2 separate regions of the Rattus norvegicus genome follow, and region 2 is linked to region 1. A link is a contact called in public Hi-C data. All regions are on one chromosome and are shown on one strand. The core of a region is the stretch at or near the end of the contact, and the rest is flanking DNA. Distances in the headings are between cores, read along the strand shown.

Region 1 (3,982 bases), core at 848-3,347:
TAGCAACAGTCAGTTCAGAGGTAGGGCTCCCCAGGATGATCTCGAATCGATACTGCAGACCCAGCTTGTCTCGCACCTCCTGCAGCCGCTCCTTGGCCAGCATGGCCAGCTGCAGGGAAGGCACTCTGATGACGAGCATGTGTCCCCTTCCACTCTTGTTCTTTCCTGGGGAGGTGATAAGGTCATCCACAATGCTGAGCGTTTCTGGTGTGCTGTGGTCTCGGAGTGACGCCATGGTGGTGAGAGCCATCAAGGCCTCTGAGTACTGCTGGATGAGAAGATAGCATCGGACCACCATGCTATGCAGACGGGGGTACCTGTGACGGAACACGGGGAGTTAGCGCTCAGCAGACGGCCTGCAGGAACAGCGAGGCATGCGCAGTAAAATGCAGGTAGAAAACAGCAGGAAGGGGCTACTGTGCAGAATAACATTGGATCCCACATTACTAGAAGTGACTCCACGTGTAATGCATGCACGACCTATTGGGATAGGCAAAGTAAATTAGAGTTTGGGGGCTGGCCTAGTCATTCTACCTTCTTAAAGTACCTTGTGGGCCAGCACCGGGACCAGGAAGCTAGACCAGGAAGCTAGAACTGCCAGACCACAGAAGCAAGTCCCACAGTTGAACAGTTGAACCAGCAATTCAGATGCTCATTAAATACTGAGACACACAGGTTGGTACAGGTTAATTGTGAACGAGTCATAACCCCTCATGCTGCTGCAGAAGCACTGCCAGTTCTGCTCTCTGATATGTGACTACAGTAAAGGAAACTGAGACACTGCTGTCATTATTCTTGGTGGATCAGACATTAAAAAAGAAAAAGAAAAAAAAGGTAGTGTTAGAGAGTGCCTGTAACTCTCTAGCTTGGGTAAGCCCGAGGCAGGAGGATTGAGAAGTTTACCTCAGTCTGGGCTACATAATGTGCAGATTCCAGTTTAATGGGATGCTATTTTAAACAAACAAACAAACAAACAAACAAACAAACAACAACAACAAAACCCAAAAAAGTGAGTTGGTGCAGGGGAAATTAGAGCTAGCTAGAGAAAGAGCATCCCCTAGTGGCGAACCTTTTATTACCAGAGACGATTGGATTAAGAGAGCCTGAGAATCTGGGCATTACTGTTCTCCCCTCCCTAGACTGCTAGGTGACAGTCACATTGATCATGCTGGCTGTTTGGGCTAGGTAGCAAATAGATGTGTCATTTTGGTGCTCTTCCTCTGGAAGGGAGGCTTGATGACTAAAGAGAATAGGCCTCACTGGGTGCCTGAGAAAGTAGGCACTGGAAGGCAGGGAGGGCTGTGCAAACTTTGGCTGACTGAGGTGTTGAGAGTGGCAGAGCCCTGAGGAGTCAGTCTGGCCCCTTTCTTCTTGGCCACTAGTTGGTAGCTCATGAGCTGCTCAGCAGCAAGGTGGGCACCTCTTCTCTACTTCTAATTCTCCTCAAAATGTTCGCAAGCTTGCTTGGAAAAGCCCAGAGTCCAATACCAGTTAGAGCCATCGAATGAGCACCACAGCTTTGAGGGAGTGTACCAAAGGTGGCCAGTACTCTGGCCTCTCCACCTTTCATGGGACCAGTGTGGGGACTGAGAGAAATTCAGCTACTTGCTCTTGATCACTGCCTAGAGACTGATTGGGCTGCAATGATTCAGGTCTTTGTCATGTCTTCTAGTACTGCAGGCTTTGCTAGGCTGAGAAAAGCAGAGAAAGCCACGGTTGGGCCAGTCCCGGGCTAGTGCTGTCAGCCATTCAATAAGTCATAGATATTAATAGCTTGGGCAGAAAGCTGGAGGGGAAGAAACCACAGATGAGCTATATTTAAAGCTTAGGGTTACTTTACTGGCAATGGTTTTTCTTTCTTTTTTTTTTTTTAAGCCAAAGTTAGAACAGAGATTAAATTCAAAGTACAAACATTTACAATCCACACTTTGACAAAATTATGACTTAATGGTGAAATTTCCCCCATCTGTTTGCATTAAACTATAGTTGTGGTTTTGTATTACAAAATCTAGTGGAAGTTGATGGAACCATCTTTTAAAACACAAGCCATGCACTCTTGAGTCACTGGGTTGAAAGGCAAGTTCTAAGCAGGGGAAGGAAGTGGGTAGGAAAGTAAAACGGTGTCTTAGGGAGGACCACATTACAGTTAATGACACGGGTGCTGTCTGTTGCTGACGACCAATGCTGTGAGTGCGGGCTCCACTCTGAACTCGTTCCCTTCCCTGACACAGCGCTATCTTGCTGGACTGGGTATATCCACTTGTCTTTATTTTTTTCTCTTTTCTTAAAACATTTCCAGGATGATAGGGCAGGCTGGTAAAGAGCTGACTCAGCCCAACTGGGTTCAGTATTGGGAATCTAGAGCTACCAGGAGGTCTAGTTTACCTCACTGCCCATCTGAGACGGTCACACAGAGGGCGGGAGGGATGTTAACCTTTTGAGTCTAGGAATCAGGCTCTGAGAAAACAAAGACAAAACATTCCTGGAACTGAGGAATAAGGGAAGGCTGACATGTTAGAGAGAATTATCTCTAAAATAGAAGAAATCAGACTCTCAACCCTGAAGGTCAGGACTACAGGATGGGTCCCAAGGATAGACCATGTTTAAATGGGTTTTGTTCCTTAACTATGTTCTATATGTAGCCACGGCTTCCAATGTTTAGCTTGTAGGGAACTGTCTAAGGATACTTGCCCACAGTGAGCAGGTGAAGAGGTACAAAGCCTGAGGTATAATGTCAGGAGACTGGCTAGAGGTCAGGGTAGTGACCTTCAGCACACTGAAGCTACCTAGGAGACAATCTGGGGTATGAAAAATGGTACTGGTTCCTACTGTAGGACAGCCTGCCCTTGTTTGCCTTGTATGATCATCCGAAAGCCAGAATAGTAGAAGGCCATCTTGAGAAAGCTGTTTTTATTTGTCCTTTCCATATCACTTGCACAAGCACCACCAAAGACAATGTGACATGGCCAGACAGACATTCAACTGTTTTTGGCATATAGCTAAGGCCAAGGGCAGCCTTCCTTACCTCTCCAAGAGGGTGCTCACCATCTTTTCAAAGGTCTCATCGCATCTCAGGAGGGGGCTGGTGATTCCCCACTGCAGAGACTTGCTGTACTCATTCAAGCCAAAGTACAGCTTCTCGCAGCCCACGTCCTCCTAATTGGAAACAGCAGAGCAGGGTTTGGTGGGAGGTAAGGGAACAGTTGTGGAACTTGACATCGACATCGCATTCCTGCGGAACTTAGTACGGTTAGTGGCATGTTGATGTTTCCCTTAGGAAACTACACCCGGGTTTGTCTTCTTTTCCTTTTGTTCAGATACACAGGGCAGACACCTTCTCTTTTGGTTAGAAGTAGTTCTCCTTTCTGATGTATCCAGAGCACTTGGGAAGAAACTAAAAACCTTAAACACTAGGAGTGTCTTAGTCAGGGTTCCTATTCCTGCACAAACATCATGACCAAGAAGCAAGCTGGGGAGGAAAGGGTTTATTCAGCTTACACTTCCACATGGCTGTTCATCACCAATGGAAGTCAGGACTGGAACTCCAGCAGGTCAGGAAGCAGGAGCTGATGCAGAGGCCATGGAAGGGTGTTTCTTACTGGCTTGCTTCCCCTGGCTTGCTTAGCTTGTTCTCTTATAGAACCCATGACCACCAGTCCAGGGATGGCACCACCCACAGTGGGCTGGGTTGTTCCCCCTTGATCACTGTTGAGAAAATGCCTTACAGCTGGGCCTCATGGAGGCATTTCCTCAACTGAGGCTCCTTTCTCTGTGATAACTCCAGCTTGTGTCAAGTTGACACACAAAACCAGCCAGTACAAGTAGTTTTGGTACTATTTAATTGTGGTACTCCCCTTTACAAATAAAAATTAGTCTTTGAATGGAGAATAAAAATACAATGCACTATGAACATTCTACCTCATTAGACAGAACACACAGCACCAGTCCTCACCCTTCTTACTGACTCAGTTGCCGCTGTGGA
Region 2 (3,982 bases), core at 665-3,164, 180 kb before region 1:
TCTCCGACTACTTTCTTTCTTTCTTCCTTCCTTTCTTTCTTTCTTTCTTTCTTTCTTTCTTTCTTTTTTCCTTTTTCTTTTCAACCACTTTAAACTTCTTCTTCTTCTTCTTTTTTTTTTTTTTAAGATTTGTTTATTTATTTCATGTGAATACGGTGTTGCTGTCTTCAGACACACCAGAAGAGGGTACCGGATCCCATTACAGATGGTTGTGAGCCACCATGTGGTTGCTGGAAATTGAACTCAGGACCTCTGGAAGAGCAGTCAGTGCTCTCAGCCGCTGGGCCATCTCCCCAGCCCTAAACTTCTTTTTTATTGGATATTTTTCTATTTCCATTTCAAATGTTATTCCCTTTCCTGGTTTCCCGGACATAAGCCCCCTATCCCATCCCCCTCTCCTTTTTCTATAAGAGTGTTCCCCTCCCCATCCACCCCCTCCAACTGCTTTTATTGCTACTTCATAACTATAACTTTGCTACTGTCATGAATCATAATGTAACTATCTGATATACAGGATATTGGATATGCCACCCCTGTGAAAGGGTTGTTCAACCCCCAAAGTGATCAAGTTGCACTGGTTGAGAACTGCTGGTCTACAGAAACAAAAACAAAGTGAGAGGGAGATACCAGAGAGCCTTAACTCAGTGAGGGTGAAGTTATTCTGGAAACCAGCCCCCAGCAAGCTTCAAAGACCAATTCGAAGCTCAGTAAATTGCTCACTTCCAACCCATCTCGTCTGCCTGTCAAGTGAGAGATCACCCACCTACAATCCTAACTTGTTGACAACACTTTATTATTTCAAAACTGTTATGATCCCAACGCAAAGAGGTGATGACTATCTGCAGCAACAGACATGCTAGTCGCCCTGAGTCGATCAATTAGACATGTATTGCCATCTCACACTGTAATCCACAAATACAAGTACCAAGAGCTGCTATTTAAAATAGTAGGGATGTAGTTCAGTTGGTGGAGTGCTTGCCTAGCAGGCAAAAAGCTCTCTGGGTTCTATGCCCTGCAGGGTATAAACTTGGATTGGTGGCAATCCCAGTTTGGCTGATAATCTGAGCACTAGGATGGTAGGTGAAAGCCGGAAAATCCTAAATTCTTAGCTACATAGTGAGTTCAAGTCCAGCCTGAGCTACATAAGACTTTGTCTTTAAAAAGAAAAAAAGCAATATATTCTATTAATTTAGAACTCTGACTTTTTTGTAGTCTCAGCAGTCCTTACCTTCGCTGTTTCCCTGTTTATTCTTGCCACTTTTGTTTCAGATGTCTTTAACTAGTCTTAGGCTTCTGTTATGTTGCCACAAACAAGCCTGTGAGAGCCTACTTCATAAATGGTTTCCTGTGCACATCCTAGGTAGCCATACACCTGTGAGTTAATTAACCAGCCACATGATTGAGTCCTATTTCCGGTACCTGACCTTTTCTAGACCTAGTTCTCATTTAATAGCCCTTAGCTATTTAAAAGATTCACCGGGAGACTGAAAGTCCAGCATGAGTGTCTTACAATTGATGGGATGCTTTTTTCTTTAAACAATCTCCCTAGGGACACAAGCTCCAATGGGACAGAGGATTCTCTCCCTATATCCTGCAAGCTCTCCTTCCCCATCTGCTTTGGAATCTGAAGCAAGTGCCGGTCTTCTGCAAACTGCTGCCTCGAGCTGGGCCGAGTCTACAGGTTCAAGGTCAAGTGGTGGCCCAGCCTGTTTTCATCTAGGCTCGCGTGCTCTCTCCTGGCTCTGGAGGGACACTGGAGGTCCACAGTCGGGAGGAGTTCCAGCGCGAGTCTGGAAGGTTCGCAGGTGGGGTGGGGCGGGCCGGGCTTGGTCACGCCTCCAGGGCCGCGGTTGGCTGAGGCCAAGCCGTGCTCCACCCCTTAGGCGCCTCTTCCCCGCGTCGCCGGTCCCCCGCGCTCCCGCGAGCTGGCCTCCGCTGCAGCTGCGCCGGGCTCGCGCCATGCAGCGCCTGGCCATGGATCTGCGGGTGCTGTCCCGGGAGCTGGCGCTCTACGTGGAGCACCAGGTTCGCGTGGGTTTCTTCGGCTCGGGCGTGGGCTTGTCGCTGATCCTGGGCTTCAGCGTCGCCTATGCCTGCTACTACCTGAGCAGCATTGCCAAGGTGAGCCAGGGGCGGGGGCAGTGGAGCGTGGCGGGCCCCAGGGACCCGCCGGTGCACGGGCGCCACTAGCCTCCCGCTGAGGTCCGGGGTCCTGCTTCTAGGTCCTCCCGGCCTCGGTCCGGCCTGCACAGCTGCAGTACTTCGGGAAGGGCACCCGGACTCAGTTCGCCTTTTCTCCCGGGATGCGACTGAGCGCAGCTTGGGACTGTTGTGATTGTGAATTCTGTGCGTCAGTCTCCGGGGAGATGGAATAGGAGGGCTCGCGCGGCCTTCGGGTGGGGACACTGCTAAGTCCACTGGTTGCTGGTTTACGACCGCCGTAAACTTTGTTCTGGACCCCTTACCAATGCTGCTTCTCCCGGCAGAAACCCCAGTTAGTGATTGGAGGGGAGAGTTTCAGCCGCTTCCTACAGGACCACTGTCCGGTGGTGACAGAAACCTATTACCCGACGGTCTGGTGCTGGGAGAGCCGAGGACAGACACTGCTGAGACCCTTCATCACTGCCAAGCCCCGGGTGCAGTACAGGAAGTAAGTGAATGTCCATCTTGAGCTGTGTCTTCTGAATCACTGATTTTAATTCAGGCTTCCAGTTCTTAGTTAATACACCTGTGCTTAACAAAAGAAACAATGTTAAAGAGAAAAGAAAATGGGAGGGATGCGGAGTCTACCCAGCGACCTCCATCTGCTGGAAAATGTTCAGGTATTGCTCCTCCCCACCTTTTTTGTTTTGTTTGTTTTGTTTTGTTTTTTTTTCTCCTTTACATCCTAATGTGAATGGACAGATGAACACCCTGGCTTATTTCTGGGATGTAAGAAGCGCTTTGCGGGCTTTTGTGTTACTGTTTTCCAATTTGTCGTTTCCGATTTGCCCTTGAGGACCTAGACACCTTGATGAGATGCACTAATGTATTCACATGTTGAGGATCCTGGAATAGGGGTTAGACAGCTGTCAATAGCTTTAGGTTTTGTGCGTCTCCCCACAAAAGAACTCATAGTAATAAGTACATGGATTTTTGAGGATAATGTCTTTTTTTAAAAATTATCTTTAATCCTTTTTTCCCCATCTTTTTTAAATTGGGTATTTCTTATTTACATTTCAAATGTTATTCCCTTTCCCGGTTTCCAGGCCAACATCCCCCTTACCCCTACCCCTCCCCTTCCATATGGCTGTTCCCCTCCCAGTAATGGCTCTCCCCCCATTACTGCCCTCCCCCCAAGAATCCTGTTCACTAGGGGTCCAGTCTTGGCAGGACCAAGGGCTTCCCCTTCCACTGGTGCCCTTACTAAGCTATTCATTGCTAACTATGAGTTGGAGCCCAGGGTCAGTCCATGTATATAGTGTTTGGGTAGTGGCTTAGTCCCTGGAAGCTCTGGTTGCTTGGCATTGTTGTTCATAAGGGGTCTCGAGCCCCTTCAAGCTCTTCCAGTTCTTTCTCTGATTCCTTCAACGGGGGTCCTGTTCTCAGTTCAGTGGTTTGCTGCTGGCATTCACCAATGTATTTGCTGTATTCTGGCTGTGTCTCTCAGGAGAGATCTACATCCGGTTCCTGTCGGCCTGCACTTCTTTGCTTCATCCATCTTATCTAGTTTGGTGGCTGTATATGTATGGGCCACATGTGGGGCAGGCTCTGAATGGGTGTTCCTTCTGCCTCTGTTCTAAACTTTGCCTCCCTATTCCCTCCCAAGGGTATTCTTGTTCCCCTTTTAAAGAAGGAGTAAAGCATTCGAATTTTGGTCATCCTTCTTGAGTTCCATGTGTTCTATGCATCTAGGGTAATTTGAGCATTTGGGCTAATAGCCACTTATCAATGAGTGCATACCATGTGTGTTTTTCTGTGATTGGGTTACCTCACTCAGGAT

What was found. A called contact is a pair of places that touch in the nucleus more often than the background predicts.
Region 2: a Hi-C map of the A7r5 cell line shows a contact between it and region 1, with 2.4 times the contacts expected there. The contact joins the promoter of Abhd3 here to the enhancer-like site in region 1. A contact is called at or near these places in 2 of 12 Hi-C or Micro-C datasets (the A7r5 cell line and Schwann cells).

The regions. Positions count from the first base shown.
Region 1 is chr18:1,866,191-1,870,172 of GRCr8, reverse strand. Greb1l (GREB1 like retinoic acid receptor coactivator) reads right to left here. Exons shown (of 33, transcript XM_039097272.2): 19 at 3,026-3,156; 20 at 1-317. Among named protein-coding and RNA genes, the nearest start is that of Hspd1l1, 7.4 kb to the right of the region's middle. Within about 2 kb of position 2,097, at least 12 of the 93 cell types and tissues checked have an H3K27ac peak or open chromatin away from gene starts, as enhancers often do. A contact at or near this core is called in the A7r5 cell line, where this site is marked.
Region 2 is chr18:2,049,221-2,053,202 of GRCr8, reverse strand. Abhd3 (abhydrolase domain containing 3, phospholipase) reads left to right here and starts at 1,914. Exons shown (of 9, transcript NM_001106162.1): 1 at 1,914-2,121; 2 at 2,487-2,650. The coding sequence starts at 1,960.